2 separate regions of the Sus scrofa genome follow, and region 2 is linked to region 1. A link is a contact called in public HiChIP or PLAC-seq data. All regions are on one chromosome and are shown on one strand. Each heading gives the region's core, a stretch centred on a gene start, on an enhancer-like site or on the middle of the called end of the contact. The rest is flanking DNA. Distances are from core to core; before and after follow the strand shown.

Region 1 (7,707 bases), core at 3,667-6,166:
AACATTTAACCATGGCTTAACCAAAATTAAGCTTCCTCCTGAAATACGCTTCTAAAAACTCTAAGAAAGTTAAGGATATTCCCCCCTAAATTTCTCCAATGTTGTGGGCAGTCAATTGCCACAAACTACACAAAAGTAATCTGAGTGAAGACAAATCCGACTGCCTTCCCCTCCCATTTCAACTTGCACACTGCATGAAATACAGCATCATGGAAGGGGAGGGCATGCAGGTTGAGTTGAAAGAATAAGCCTCATTGTTTTGGGGGTTTTGGGGTGGGTTTTGTTGTTGTTGTTGTTGTTTTTTAAGGGCTGCCTCTGTGGGATATGGAGGTTCCCAGGCTAGGGGTCTAATAGGAGCTACAGCTGCCGGCCTTCACCACAGCCACGCCAGATCTGAGCCACGTCTGCACAGCTCACAGCAACACCAGATCCTTAACCCACTGAGCGAGACCAGGGATCAAACCCACAAACTCATGGTTCATAGTCGATTCGTTTCCACTGTGCCACGAGGGGAACTCCAGTAAGCCTCACTGTTATGATTAGGTAGCAGGGGCATCCCGAAATGAATTCCAGTTAACACAACAGCACACTCTCTAGACTACATTCAAAGGATTAGAATCCTCAGTGGAATCTTTTCAAGATAGAATAAAAGTTAGACTGCACATTTGGATCTTCAGCTACATTCCAGCAAAGGAGAATGCTTTGAAATGCTGCTACATTTACACTCCTAAAGGAAATCACAAAAACACAAAAAGCAAACGGCGTGAATAACATTCTTACATCATTAATAAATGTTTATGTCACGGAATACATATAATTCTCTCCCGAAATTTCTTTCTACTACTCTCCCCAAATAAAATAAACAGTCCAAAATCAATCTTAGAAAGTAACTTAACATATACTTATACGACATATCTATAACGGTATCATGGAGCCCTAAAATCCAACCACATGTCCTTCATGGAAAATGCATTATGTTCTATAAAGCACTAACATTCATTACACAAACAGACTACAAAAAAGACACCAAGGATTCTAAAATTCCAAACAGGCACAATTAATCTATCATGTTTATTTCTGCACACAAGCAGAACTGTATGAAAATAAGCCTCCACAAATTCTGCCTGGGTTTAGGAAAACTTTATATAGTAAACTGGCAAGATCATGAATAAAGAAAACTCAAAGCTAATGGAAGTGAAGTGGTATTTATAAATAAAAGCTCATGAGGAGGTCAAGATAAATCACACAAAAAGTAGACACTGATAAGCACTCTTAGGTTTACCACCTGCAGCTGTCAACTTGAAAAGCCAAGGAAAACTATCAAGAAAAATAATTTCCTACATAATAAATAATTTCACCACTATCTCAAAAAGGAAGGAAGGAGGAAAGAAGAGGGGGACAGAAGAAAAGAGGAAGGCGCCAAGGGAGGACTTGGGAAAACTTCAGGACACCTTTATTAAGCTCCCAGATAAAGAAAACTTTCTACCACATTCCTGCTCAATGGTCTTCTGTTAGAACATTTTAGTGTCTCTTCCTTAAAATGGTGTCAAAAATAGCCTTTTTACTATTTCCAACTACTGTTGGTTGTACCGCCCAGAGCAGCATTGCCAACCAAACTTTCTGTAGTGATGGAAAGTTTTTGTAACTCCACTAACAGGGTAGCCATGTGTGGCAACTGAGCACCTGAAATGTGTCATGTGATTGAGCATCTGAGTTTTTCATTTTATTTCATTTTAATTGATTTAAATTTAAATAAATAGTCACACGTTTATTAATAAACGGCTACCATGCTGAAGAATACAACTCTAGAGTCAAAGTGAGTAATATAATATTCTACTGTTGAACTTAGTTTTACTGACAAAATGTACCTTTAAGGTAGAAAGGTGGCTGATTGACTTTGAAAGGCATAAACTCAGAAAAAAAAAAAACAAAAAAACTTTTCTTAAATGTATCTCTCTGTTTCAGCCATACAGACTCCTTTTACTGAAAGGCATACCCTGAATTTGCTTTATTTATACTTCAAGACAGCTGAATTTTGGAGTTAAAAATAATTTTTATGATAAACGAGAAAAAAAAGAAATGATAGAACAGAATATGAAAATAAATCTAGGAAGCTCCCATGTGGCACAGCAGTTAAGGATCTAGCATTGCTGCAGCTGTGGTATAGGTTTGATCCCTAGCCCAGGAACTTCCACAGGCCACAGGTGCAGGCCAAAAACAAAACGTAACAAAAAGAAAACAAACAAAAAAAAACCCTAGAAAGTTCCAAGCTTTTTCTTCATTTAAACCTTTTCAAAAATAAAAATACCTACTCATCACAGGTCCCAAACTGCCAATCACTACATGCCTGGTTTAAAAAGTTTCCTTCTCGGAGTTCCTATCGTGGCGCAGTATAGTTAACGAATCGGACTAGGAACCATGAGGATGCAGGTTCAATCCCTGGCCTTGCTCAGGTTAAGGATCCGGTGTTGCTGTGAGCTATGGTGTAGGCTGCAGACGCGGCTCGGATCCCGCGTTGCTGTGGCTCTGGCGTAGGCTGGCAGCTACAGCTCCGATTCGACCCCTAGCCTGGGAACCTCCATATTCCGCAGGAGTGGCCCTAGAAAAGGCAAAAAGACAAAAAAAAAAAAGTTTCCTTCTCAATTATACTACTACCTGTATCGTATTGTACCCTTTTATCTTTCATGATACTCCATTTAAAACTGTTATACATGGCTCTATTAGGTAGCATTTTCTAAGAGTATTATGACATATTCTTAAGAACATTATAAAGCAACATAAGAACAGAACTATAGTAGTTCAATAAATAACTACTGAAATAAGTTGAAATAATGAAAACCACCTTTTTCAAAATGCTTAAGTGTATATATAAAATTTTCTCTGAGGAAGCCAAATCTACTAGACAATCATATTATACCTCTGTAATTAAAATGTTAAAGTTTGCAAAAGTGCTCTTAGAAACCCATGATATTAGATTGCTAATTGTTTAATAATGACTTTGATTTTTATAAATGATTAAAATTGATACTATTACTATTTCCCTGTTTGAAGAAATGTAACTCAAGAATAATAGATTCTCTCACGTGAAATCATTAAAACCTGTGAGTATCAGAGAATCTAATCCCACAATTTTCTCTGGTCTTTTCATCCAAATATTCTACGCTCTTATAACTAGGCCTTTCTACTAGAAAGGTTTTTTTTAAAGATCAAATAATTGCAGATAGTCAAAATTATTCCATAAACATAGTACACATGAAGCATGTTAAGTAAAATTTACTTCTCCAAACCTAATATGACATTCAAACTTTATCTCCCGCAGCTCATTAAGCCAAAACAAAAAAACAAAAATACACACACAAAACTTTAACCTATAGCCTGGGCATATGTAACAGAAAATAAAATCAAATATGTGCTGCCATTAAAAAAAAAAAGTTCTGCCCTAATAATCAAATTATTTGAAAAAAAAAAAAAACGCTTTATATAATACCAGGAATCTCAAGTGATTCCTTAAAATAAATAATCCTTACAGACAACAAAACTACAGCAGAGAGGACACTAGGAGGATTATAACATACATTATCACCTTCCTTCTGAAACTAAAATCCCAGAAAGTCAAGAGTAGTGCTCAAGGCAACTCCTTGCTGGCATTAGGTCCTATAGACTGTCTTCTGGGAAGCTGCTATAGCAATCAGAGATGGCTATCCTAAAAAGAAAAAAGCAACTACCATTGTCAATTATAGTCTCAATACTGGCATCTAAAAACAAATGGAAGAAAAATCACTTTATAAGTTAAGTATAAAGCCTACTGTTTCCATAACTTGCATGGTCTCATGAACTTCTACAGTTTAAAACTGTTTTTACTCTCCTTCAATAAACTAAGCACATTCCTTTCCCACTATTTCCCCTTCACAAGAATATAGGGACCAATGTACTAAGAGAGGGATAGGAAAGGAAGCGGAAGGGGTAGGGGAGACCTCTCAGCTGTATAAAAAACCAGGAGTTTTTACCTTTGCTTCTAAATCAATGGCAAAAACAAGTATGGAAGGGCAAATATTTTGGAATTAAAAAATAAACAGTAGGAGTTCCTGTTGTGGCTCAGCAGGAACAAACCCAACTAGTATCCATGAGGGCACGGGTTTGATTCCTGGAGCCGCTCAGTGGGTTAAGGATCTGGCATTGCTACAAGCTGTGATGTAGATCACAGACACAGTTTGGATCTTGCGTGGTGGCTATGGCTAGGATGTAGGCCAGCAGCTGCAGCTCAATTTAGACCTCTAGCCTAGGAACTTCCACATGCTTCAGGTGTTGCCCCCCCCCCCCAAAAAAGACAAAATAAAATAAAACCACGTCTGCAAGTTTCTCCTGGAGAGCAAGTTACTTATTCCCCCCAACATTTTGCAATTTATTCCCCCAAATTCCTAAATTTGATGCTTCTGATTACTTGCATATAATGATCACTACCAAATAAGAGATACTTTTATTTTAAAGGGCATTATTTCTGGCTAAGACTAAATTTAGTTGTAAGTAGAAAAAACAAGAAGTGTTCTTAAGCTCAGAATTTAAAGTTTATACCTAGGAAATAAAGCATTACATCCATCTCCTATAGATTCTCTCAGTAACTCTACCACACAAAACACGCGCCTTAAGGGGAAAAAGGAAAAAAACAAAACAAAACAAAACAAAACCTGAGTTACCTTTAAAAGTGCAATCAAGTCACAGAGTAAAATGTAGGATTCCTTAGTGATATAAACAACTCGACTGGATACAAAGTTCTGAAACTCTTTTTTAATCAACAGGTCAGGTTAAATAACAACTACAAAATATAATATTCTCCTGCCAATTTGTTGCAGTCATGGTAACAACAACAATGAAACTAAACTGTTTCTTTCCCATCTGACTCATCTTGTTATGCAATAACTCAGTTCTGAGAGTCAAGAGCCATTTAATGAAACTGGAATTACTTACTAAGAAACCATCTATCTTCCCTTAGACTGTCAAAAGGTTTTTTAAAAGGAGAAAAAGAAAAGGAAAAAGTTTTTCAATACCTATTACAAAGATGTGAAACTGAAGCAAATATTTTCAAAATAACTGTAAAAACCAAATTAACCCCAAATCAAAATTTCAACACTAGATTTATATCCATCCCAAATTTAGATTTAATATAAGTAACACTAAAACTTCTCCCTATTTAGGAACCAGCAATATCTACAGAAAACAAAGTAAGAGCTTCCTTCTCTTGGTCTCCCTTAAACAACTTAGGAGGAATGAATAAAAATGGCTGACTCAAAATCACTTCACTCAACATCCACAAAAGTAAATAAAATAACCCAATCCACAACAAAAAATTTGATCTAACACTATAATTTCTATACAGTGGCCAGAAAGTACATTTGATTAGATCTGCACTACCCCACAGCCACAGCAAAACTGGATCCAAGCTGCGTCTATGACTTACATGGCAGCCTGCAGCAACACGAGATCCTTAACCCACTGCACAAGGCCAGGGATCAAACTTACATCATCACGGATACAATGTCTAGTTCTAAACCTGCTGAGCCACAGTGAGAACTCCTGTTTTGGAGGAACTTTCGATTTTACAAGTTATTAAAATCTACAGAAAAATTGCAAAGGATATCATTATATATGTACAAACAACTAATAATAGGTTAATTCTTTAAATGTTCCAATAAAAATGTTTTGGGGGAGGGGTGGTTTAAATATTTTATTTCTGCTTTAGTCATGCTCAATAATCTAACATTATAATATGATCTTTGTTCTTTTTCACCTACAAATGAAGTTGTCTAAATGATAATCAATACCTTCTTTACATGAATATTCTCTTAATATCTTTCTTTCAAAAGTGACAGAAGCATATTTACAGGCTATTTTTCTCGGCAGTCTCAGAGAAATCTATCACCACACATTCCATATACCTTTCAAAGGCTTGGTCCACTGTCTACAGAATAAAGCCTTACACAATCTGATTCCTACCTATCCTTCTGGCTTCAACTATCCTCTCTTACCCAGTCACCTCCTCTACCACATATTCTATAAGTCCTGAACACATGGAGTTACTCAGCCTCAATTCAATTCAACTTATCCTATCCTGTTAAAATACAAAAACCTAAGGTGGTGGGATAAGAGCTCCCATTGCGGCACAGCAGAAACGAATCTGACTAGTAACCATGAGGTTGCAGGTTTGATCCCTGTCTTCGCTCAGTGGGTTAAGGATCCAGCATTGCTGTGAGCTGTAGTGTAGGCGGGAGAGGCAGCCTGGATCCTACATTGTTGTGGCAGGGGTGTAGGCCAGTGGCTACAGCTCCAAATCGACCCTTAGCCTGGGAACTTCCATATGCTGCGAGTGTGGCCCTGAAAAGCAAATAAATAAATAAATAAAATATAAAAATAAAAAGTGGGATCATATAATTCTTGATTTTTTTTTTTTTTTTTTTTTTTTTGCTTTTTAGGGCCGCACCTATGGCACATGTAATTTCCCAGGCCAGGGGTTAAACCGGAGCTGCACCTGCTGGCCTATACCACAGCCACGCAGGATCCGAGCCACATTTGCAACCTACACCACAGCTCATGGCAACACCGGATCCTTAACTCACTGAGAAAGGCCAGGAATTGAACCTGCATCCTCGTGGATACTAGACAGGTTCGTAACCCACTAGGCCACAACGGAAACTCCTATATTTTTTAATTTTAGATTCACAAAGCCTAACACAGTATTTAAGAAAGAATAATTGTTCAATGTATGTTTAATAGATAAATTATGGATCCAGCTTCTTTCTCTATACTTCAGGTTGATTAATTTTAATACCAATAAATTAAACTCACATGAAATTCAACATTAAAGAATTAAAACACCAGATGTGACTAAAATTATACAAAACGGCTATTTAGTGTCCCTCGTATTTCACCAGGAATGATGGAAGAAACTCTCCATGTCTCCTTGCCGCCAACTTCCCTGCTCCAATTTATTTGACCTATTACAACCCAGATTAATCCTTCTAACTGTTCCAGACTCTGAAGAGACCCTGCTAATGGTCTAGTGAATGGTGGTAACGCCTTAACCCACTATTCAATAGCCAAGCTGAAATACTAGCTATGACCAATGACTCTACTATGCCTTTGCCCTGGGTTCATCACTTTTACTAGATTACCTTTTCTTCCTCTTGTACCTGAAAGTCGTGTATTCCAAACCAACTCTCTGAAGTGTCACTTTAAATGCCACTTACTTCATAAGACTTGCTTTATCCTGGTAACTACAGGTCATTTCTCTTCCAAATTCCGAGAGCACTTTATCTATACGGCCATTACAGTATATGATAAAGTGCAGTAATATTGGTGATAATCACTCCTACCAGCATCTAAGCATCTTTAAGAGTCAATGGTTGGCTCAGGAAAGAAGGGGACAGAGATGCTTCTGGAAGAAACTATGTAAAGGTCTTAAAGCAACTGGAAAAAGTAAATACAGTGACGAAGGCTGCTTAAGAACACCAAGTTTAGTTTAAACATATTCTGACTGGTGGGGAAAATACCAGGGGAAAATTATGAAAGGTCACTTTACTGGTCAATGTAAGAAGCATACAGCCATGCTGACTACTGAATCCATTCTCTTGTGTTCTCTACTCAACAAACATTCTAGTCAATGTATGTGATACAGCTGGTCAAGAGAAATTCGGTGGTGTGAGAGACAGTAAT
Region 2 (7,707 bases), core at 1,887-4,386, 88 kb before region 1:
ATGCCTTAGACAGTTTAAAAGTAGAATTACTTTCAAAGAATACATATTTCCTCTGAGCTATGATACATATTTCCTTTTAATGTATCATATTGCAGCAACAGCTGAAATGAACGTCTCAACATCAAAAACACTTCTTCCTCCCACCTACCGCTTTTTAACCTCAGGCATCAAAACTAATGAAACCTATTATCCAGAACATTGAGTTCAGTAACCACATTGGCCACTGCAAATATTGGAGGGGGTGGAGGGACACTTTCAGGGATGACACTCCTTATTCAGACATTAAAATTACTGAAAATCAAATTGTGCTCCAAACTCTAGAAATACAAGGAGATTAAAGCAAGGCACATGAAATAAGAAGATTATTTTCCAGTTAGATTTCAATGACAAACTGCTAAAGATAATGCAGCTCTCAATTCAGGATTTATAATTTTCCGCACTGCCTTTGTGTTCAATGTTTATCTGCAATATATAAAGCCCACTAGATTGTGGGGTTTTTTTGTTTGTTCATTTTATTTTTTGCTTTTTAGGGCCGCATCCACGGCATATGAAAGTTCCTAGGCTGGAGGTTGAATTGGAGCTACAGCTGCCAGCCACAGCAACACTGGCTCCGAGCTGCATCTGCGACCTACACTGCAGCTCAGGGAAACAATGGATCCTTAACCCACTGAGCAAGGGCCAGGGATTGAACCCACAACCTCATGGTTCCCAGTTGGATTCATTTCCACTGTGCCAGGATGGGAACTCCAGATTGGTTATTTTCTAACTATTAAATCTATCACCTAGGAGTTGCACTAAGCAAAAATAATAACATTAATTATCAATTTAATTTTAAGGACTACGACAAATGAAATACTTTACAGAATTTTGACATATCGAAGCTTTTCCTTTTTTCAATTGGAATATAGTTGATTCACAGTTTCTTCTTAAAATTGACTTACAAAAAATTGAGTAATAAAATAGTATAATGCTACATTAATTCTGAATTATAGCATTATACCCATTAAAAATCCAATTACATACAACAATATTGATTGATCACAGTTATGCTGCCATCGACTGCCTTGTAAAATCTATATTTGAAGTCATTAATAACTAAATGGACTTAATACTTACATATCAAATTCAACCCACTTAGAGCTCTGATTTCCTTGAGTCGCTCATGGGTTTAGAATATTTGCTGTCACCTAACAAATCCATGTTGAAATGGATTTTAACTTTCCCATTGTCGATTCCTCAATCACATAAGAGTTAGGGATAGAAGATATGTAGCAAAATGCTCCATTTGTTTCAACCTATTTGCCACTTTCTATGATTACGAGCACTGACAATATTCAGACAGAAACACAGTTGTGACTCAAAATTTTAACAGTATAATGTCTAAATAAGGAATCTCTAACAGCATGAGTTCTCTGCCAGTTTCAAGATAACCAGAATTTTAATGATGGTTTCTACACAGCACTGTAGCAGTTGAGACATGACCCAAGTTAGCATTTCAATGGATCACAGGACTCCATGTAAAGCCACTACATTTTAAATTGCAGGAGACTAAAAAACTAAATTTCTAGATAAACTGAACAAGATCTTCAAAAGACAATTGCTATAGAGAAAACAGGCCACAATGTTACTTTAATAGCTACACCGTGAAAAAGAAATTGTGTACAATGCGTTTAACTGACTTCTTAGAACTAAACTTGCCCTCATTTGCTATTCCTTTCAAAGATTATAACTTTGTTTACCTTTCAAGCTAATGATATGCTCTAAATTTTGTTATAAAATACACATAAACAGGGAGTTCCCGTCGTGGCGCAGTGGTTAACGAATCCGACTAGGAACCATCAGGTGGCGGGTTCGGTCCCTGCCCTTGCTCAGTGGGTTAACGATCCGGCGTTGCCGTGAGCTGTGGTGCAGGTTGCAGACGCGGCTCGGATCCCGCGTTGCTGTGGCTCTGGCGTAGGCCGTTGGCTACAGCTCCGATTCAACCCCGAGCCTGGGAACCTCCATATGCCGCGGGAGCGGCCCAAGAAATAGCAACAACAACAACAACAACAGCAGCAAAAAGACAAAAAAAAAAAAAAGACAAAAGATAAAATACACATAAATAAAGGCCTAGGGCAGCCATCAAAATAAACTTATCTTTGGTTGCTGAATGACTATTATTTTCTTCTTTACCTCTTTGTGCATGTTAGAAATTTTCTTTAATGAACATGCTTTACTTTTTGAAAGACACATCATATTTAAATATATGCTTTTAATGGCTATTATTTACTAAACAGCCACATGCTTTAAAAAAATATTTGCTCATAAATTACAAGAATGATCAAGGATAGGAATCACAAGATAAAATTAAATTTTGAAAGAGGAAAACCAGGAATTCCTGTCGTGGCTCAGTGGTTAATGAATCCAACTAAGAACTATGAGGTTGAGGGTTCGATCCCTAGCCTTGCTCAGTGGGTTAAGGATCTGGTGTTGCCATGAGCTGTGGTGTAGGTCGCAGACGAGGCTTGGATCCCGAGTTCCTGTGGCTCTGGCGTAGGCTGGTGACTACAGCTCTGATTAGACCCCTAACCTGGAACCCTCCATATGCTGAGGGTGAAGCCCTAGAAAAGACCAAAAAAAAAAAAAAAAAAAAAAGAAAGAAAGAGGAAAACCAGATATGTGATTCAGTTAGAATGTTTATATTTAAATCTGTCAATATTACAAAACAAACATTTTATAAACTTCCTCTAAGACAATGACTGTAATCAAGATGACTCAACTATTGATTTCAACAGTAGCACAATTGAGCAGTAAAAATTAAAAATATTTCCTTCACCTCATCAGACAGAACCTGATTCTCCAACCCCCCCCCCCCCCGCGCGCCCCCGACACACACACACCAGATTCTGACAGGGCAAGTCCCCAAATTGCCTTTTACACTAAAGCTCAAACAGTTGTCTGTCACTGCTATTACAGTGAGTAATCCTTGCAGCTGTAACTGTTTGAAATGCAGCTGTCTAGTTGGCATTCTCTCCCCACCCCCACCCATCCAGCATTTCTGTTCTTGCTACAATAATCTTAAAGAGCATTTTACAGGAGGCTTAGCCCTGGCGGAGGGCACTCTACGGCGTGACCGAGAGAACATGGAAACACGATTCATTAGACACGCCTGGAGTGATAACAATGGTGCTGCTTCTTGCTGCCTTTCATTTCGTACATCAGGCTGAGACTAATGCATTCTCGTTACACAACAAGCACATTTATAGACAGGAAAAAACTATAATCACCTTTGATTAAGCGACAGCATATTTTTCCTATATAAGCCGCCAGCTATACTGACATAGTAATTATTTCCTAACTGACAGGTTAAAATAGCAAATGTAGGAAAAATAACATCAGAGAGAAAGAGAGAGAGAGGAGGGATGACTGCTATGATGAGTTCATACACAAAGGTTTCTTAGACCAGGCACAGTGCCCTATCCTTGAGACTTCTTGGGTACCCTGGCTTGTATTTAAGCTACTCAGTCTATGACAAATAGAACAGGCCCTTATTAAGCAGTCTTGTTCTATCTACCCAATTCTTTACAGGTAAAAATTACAGAATTTCTTCGGTCATTTTATTTGTAATTATTACTGACCTCTTTATTTCCACTCCTTTCACCATAGGACACAAAATTGAACATTAATACTCATTCCCTTCTTTTTTCCATTATCTTACTTTCACGACAAAATAATTTATCCTCTTTTACATAAAATGCCAGGCCAAAACAGAACACTGGCTTTTTTTTCAAACTAAAAGCAAAAAACAGAATGTTGATTAAAAACAGGAATATAGAAGAATTATTTTATATTACCCTACCTTCCATCAATCACTGTACCCAAGCAAAGGTTCAAATTATAAATATGAAAGACTCAATTTTAACTGAAAAAGTCATAAGCCACATTATACTGACAACATGTAAAGTCAATTTTCCTACAGGATTTTGAAAAGTGAGATACTTCTCCACATACCCAACAACTGCTGTCTTTTGTGGACTCATGAATATATGTTGCTGGGTTATTGTTTATGGGGAGTTCAGTAGTTGACAGGAAAAAAAATATGTTAGCCAGGAACTGAAAGATTAAAGCTTATATATGTTAACCCAAAATATGAGAAAATATGTTTTCAAGGTTAGCAGACTGTATAATTAAACATTTTTAAAAAGACAGTCTCTTTTTAAGCTTTCTATGGCACTACTCTATTTTATAGCAAGAATGTGCCACAAAACTACCAAAAATATTTGTACATGTGAACATCTGTTAAAAGAACCAAAAGTGAGCAAATAAATGAAAAAGTCTGGTTCATTACACTTAGCTAAACTTCCTAAAAATAGCTTTAAAAAAAAAAGAAAGGTTATGTAGAGCAAATGAGTTTTTGTAAAATAGCAAAATACTTGAGCATTTTTCAGCTGTTGGATTTTAGTTTGCTGACCTGTACTACCTACCAGGTTAGAAACTAGGAAATACGCAGCCTATCTTCAATGTGTCTGTAAGAGGACCACTGAACCCTAATATGAATTTTTTTTTTCTTTTTGGCCACACACACAGCATATGAAGTTCTTGGGCCAGGGATCAAATCCAAGCCACAGCTGTAACCTGAGAAGTAGCTGCAGCAACACCAGATCCTTAATACAATGCGCCACAGTGGGAACTCCCCTAATATGCATTTAAACAATGTGTTTTGGAAAGAAGTCTGATGTGCACCATACTATATAATTCTTATCATCTGGAATAAAATGATATCTACTACAGAACACAGTATCTATAATTTCTACTCCCTAAGTGCCCAAGTCTCATTTTTCTTTCTTTCTTTTTTTTTTTTTTTTGCTGTTTCTTGGGCTGCTCCCATGGCATATGGAGGTTCCCAGGCTAGGGGTCCAATTGGAGCTGTAGCCACTGGCCTACGCCAGAGTCACAGCAACGCTGGATCCAAGCCGTGTCTGCAACCTACACGACAGCTCACGGCAATGCCGGATCCTTAACCCACTGATCAAGGGCAGGGACCGAAACCACAACCTCATGGTTCCTAGTCGGATTCGATAACCACTGTGCCACAATGGGAACTCCCCTCTTTCTGTCTTTTTTACAGTAAAAAGCATAACTCCCCCAAAACTGACCAAACTACTTCCCTAAGATTTCTCTGCCTATCTTCTGTTTGGAAAATACAAAATTAACCACCAATATCAAATATGTCACCACACAAAAAATTATTTTAAAAAATACAGTATAAGTGAATTCTTAAAGAGCTTGGTTTACATATGAATTTCCATTACATTAATCTGGTTCTTAGAAAAATCACAATTATAATTTTTCACTTTTAAAAGCCAGAATGTTTAATTCTCCCCTGAGGTCTTCAAAATTAATTTATGCGTTTAAAAACTCAACCTATCAGAAAGCAATGAAAGCGTCTCAAAACTTTAAATTGAAACATATCCAGAAAGATGTTGTCTTTATCTATAAATGACCTAAATATTCTCTTTTCATTTATAGATGATCTAAATATTCCAGCACTGTCAACATTTTTACTTCCTGTAGGTGTTTCAACACTAAAAGATTCCTTTGTAGTAACATGACTTAATTATGAAAGCTTGAAGGTGCTTTGGGAAATGAAGATCAGTTATTTACACAGTGGTGTGAGTGAGTTCAATCCTATTTTCTTTCTAAACTTGGCCAGAATGGCATTTTGATTGGAGGGTGGAGCAACCCAGTAATTTTGGATCTGGTCTTGGGAAGGACACACAAAGCAGTAGTTTAGTCCCTGTGATCCTGGGAGCAATGTCCTGTGCAAAAGCCTCTGGCCTTTTCCATCTCCAATTTTAAACTAGTATGGTTACAGTTTTATCTAATTGTAATTAATAGAATTCCAAGATTGTGAGAACTTCAAATACAGAGTCGATTATTACCCAATCCAGTATACAACTCAACACTAAATTAAGCATTACTGGTTAACTCAGCTTATAGAGGCTAGCCTTAGAATTTATCCATCAGTTAGAACAGATTTTTCATGGGAAAAAATATATTTTCCAAATAATTAACTTACAAATGACCTTTTCGAAAACACAATATTAAAAATTACTGTCAATTGGTGTCTGCCCACGCTCAGTCACCCTTCCAGTTTTTTAAACCAATTATCATAAATTATAACAATTAAAGGTAACTTTAATGAGCAATTATCACTGAATGGAAAACGAAAGAGTTTAGTGAAAAAATAACTCAGGAAGCTTTTGGGGTGCCTATAATATTTCTCAGGAGCTATATAATAGATGTTTGTTACACAAAAATTAACTTATTTTGTATGTAATTCTCTAGCATAGCTCACACATTCTTTTGACCACTTCCGTGGCATTCAGAAATTCCTGGGCCAGGAATCGAACCCACATCACAACTGCAACTCAAGCTGCAGCAGTGACAACACTGGATCCTTAACACACTGAGCCACCAAGGAACTCCAAAGCTCCTAATGTCAAAGCTTGTTTTCAACTATGTTCCAAAACCCAAAAATACATATGGAAAAATACAAAGTTAAAAATTCAATTGTTGGAGTTCCCATCGTGGCTCAGTGGTTAATGAATCCGACCAGGAACCATGAGGTTGCAGGTTTGATACCTGGCCTTGATCAGTGGGTTCAGGATCCGGTGTTGCCGTGAGCTGTGGTGTAGGTTGCAGACGTGGCTCAGATTCCGCATTGCTGTGGCTCTGGCAAAGGCCGGCGGCTACAGCTCCGATTGGACCCCTAGCCTGGGAACCTCCATATGCTGCAGGAGCAGCCCAAGAAATGGCAAAAATACCAAAAAAAAAAAAAAAAAAAAAATCAATTTTGCATATACTCTAATCACAACTTTCAAAACAGATGTTTAAATTATGTTGTAATGGAATAAACAAAAGTCATAATTGCTATAAATTTTAAATTTTAAGTACCTACATATAGTCCTTAAAATAACAATACCCTAACTAAAATACACAAATATTCAAAGGCAATATTATCCCTAAGAATGGACTTGGCAATTCAAATGTTTATCAGATAATAAAATAGCCTAAAAAAATGCAGTAAACATGAGTCAGATATTGTCTGAACTAAACATATGCTAAAACTCTGTAAAGTACAGATATTGTTAAGTTTCTTTTACAATCCAGCTTCATCAAGAAGCAAAAAACCTATTCTAACTGATGGATAAATTCTAAGTCCACTTTCATGATAGAGCCAAGGTGATCGGTTCAAAACTTACATCAGGAATTCCCATCATGGCTCAGCAAAAAACGAATCTGACTAGAATCCATGCCGACACAGGTTTGATCTCTGGCTTTGCTCAGTGGGTTAAGGATCCAACACTGCTGTGAGCTGTGATTTAGGTCACACATGCGGCTCAGATCTGGCGTTGCTGTGGCTATGGCATAGGCCAGTCAGTGGCTACAGCTGTGATTTGACCCCTAGACTGGGAAACCTCCATATGCCGAGGGTGCAGCCCTAAAAAGACAAAAAATAACTTACAAAACACAAAGCATTCTGCTGCTTAAAACCTACACCAGTGGCTTCATATGGCATTAATAATCTATTTAAACTCCTTATCATGGCCTGCCAAGTTCCATCTGATCTCATCTCTAGCTGCCTCTTCCATCTCCCATTGGTTTGTCAGTTTCAATAGCATTGGCCATCTAACTGTTTCTCCAACAAAGTGAGCTGGAGTCTCT

The links. HiChIP or PLAC-seq counts read pairs in DNA pulled down with a chosen protein or histone mark.
Region 2: an H3K27ac HiChIP or PLAC-seq map of alveolar macrophages shows a contact between it and region 1. The contact joins two enhancer-like sites. A contact is called at or near these places in 4 of 47 Hi-C or Micro-C datasets (embryonic fibroblasts, epiblast stem cells, omental adipose tissue and 1 more) and 1 of 2 datasets of contacts at active chromatin or transcription factors (alveolar macrophages).

Annotation. Positions count from the first base shown.
Region 1 is chr14:36,123,625-36,131,331 of Sscrofa11.1, reverse strand. The region is part of intron 2 of MED13L (mediator of RNA polymerase II transcription subunit 13-like); the gene reads right to left. Among named protein-coding and RNA genes, the nearest start is that of MED13L, 66 kb to the right of the region's middle. Within about 2 kb of position 4,916, at least 15 of the 83 cell types and tissues checked have an H3K27ac peak or open chromatin away from gene starts, as enhancers often do. A contact at or near this core is called in alveolar macrophages, where this site is marked.
Region 2 is chr14:36,209,765-36,217,471 of Sscrofa11.1, reverse strand. The region is part of intron 2 of MED13L (mediator of RNA polymerase II transcription subunit 13-like); the gene reads right to left. Among named protein-coding and RNA genes, the nearest start is that of MED13L, 150 kb to the right of the region's middle. Within about 2 kb of position 3,136, at least 18 of the 83 cell types and tissues checked have an H3K27ac peak or open chromatin away from gene starts, as enhancers often do. A contact at or near this core is called in alveolar macrophages, where this site is marked.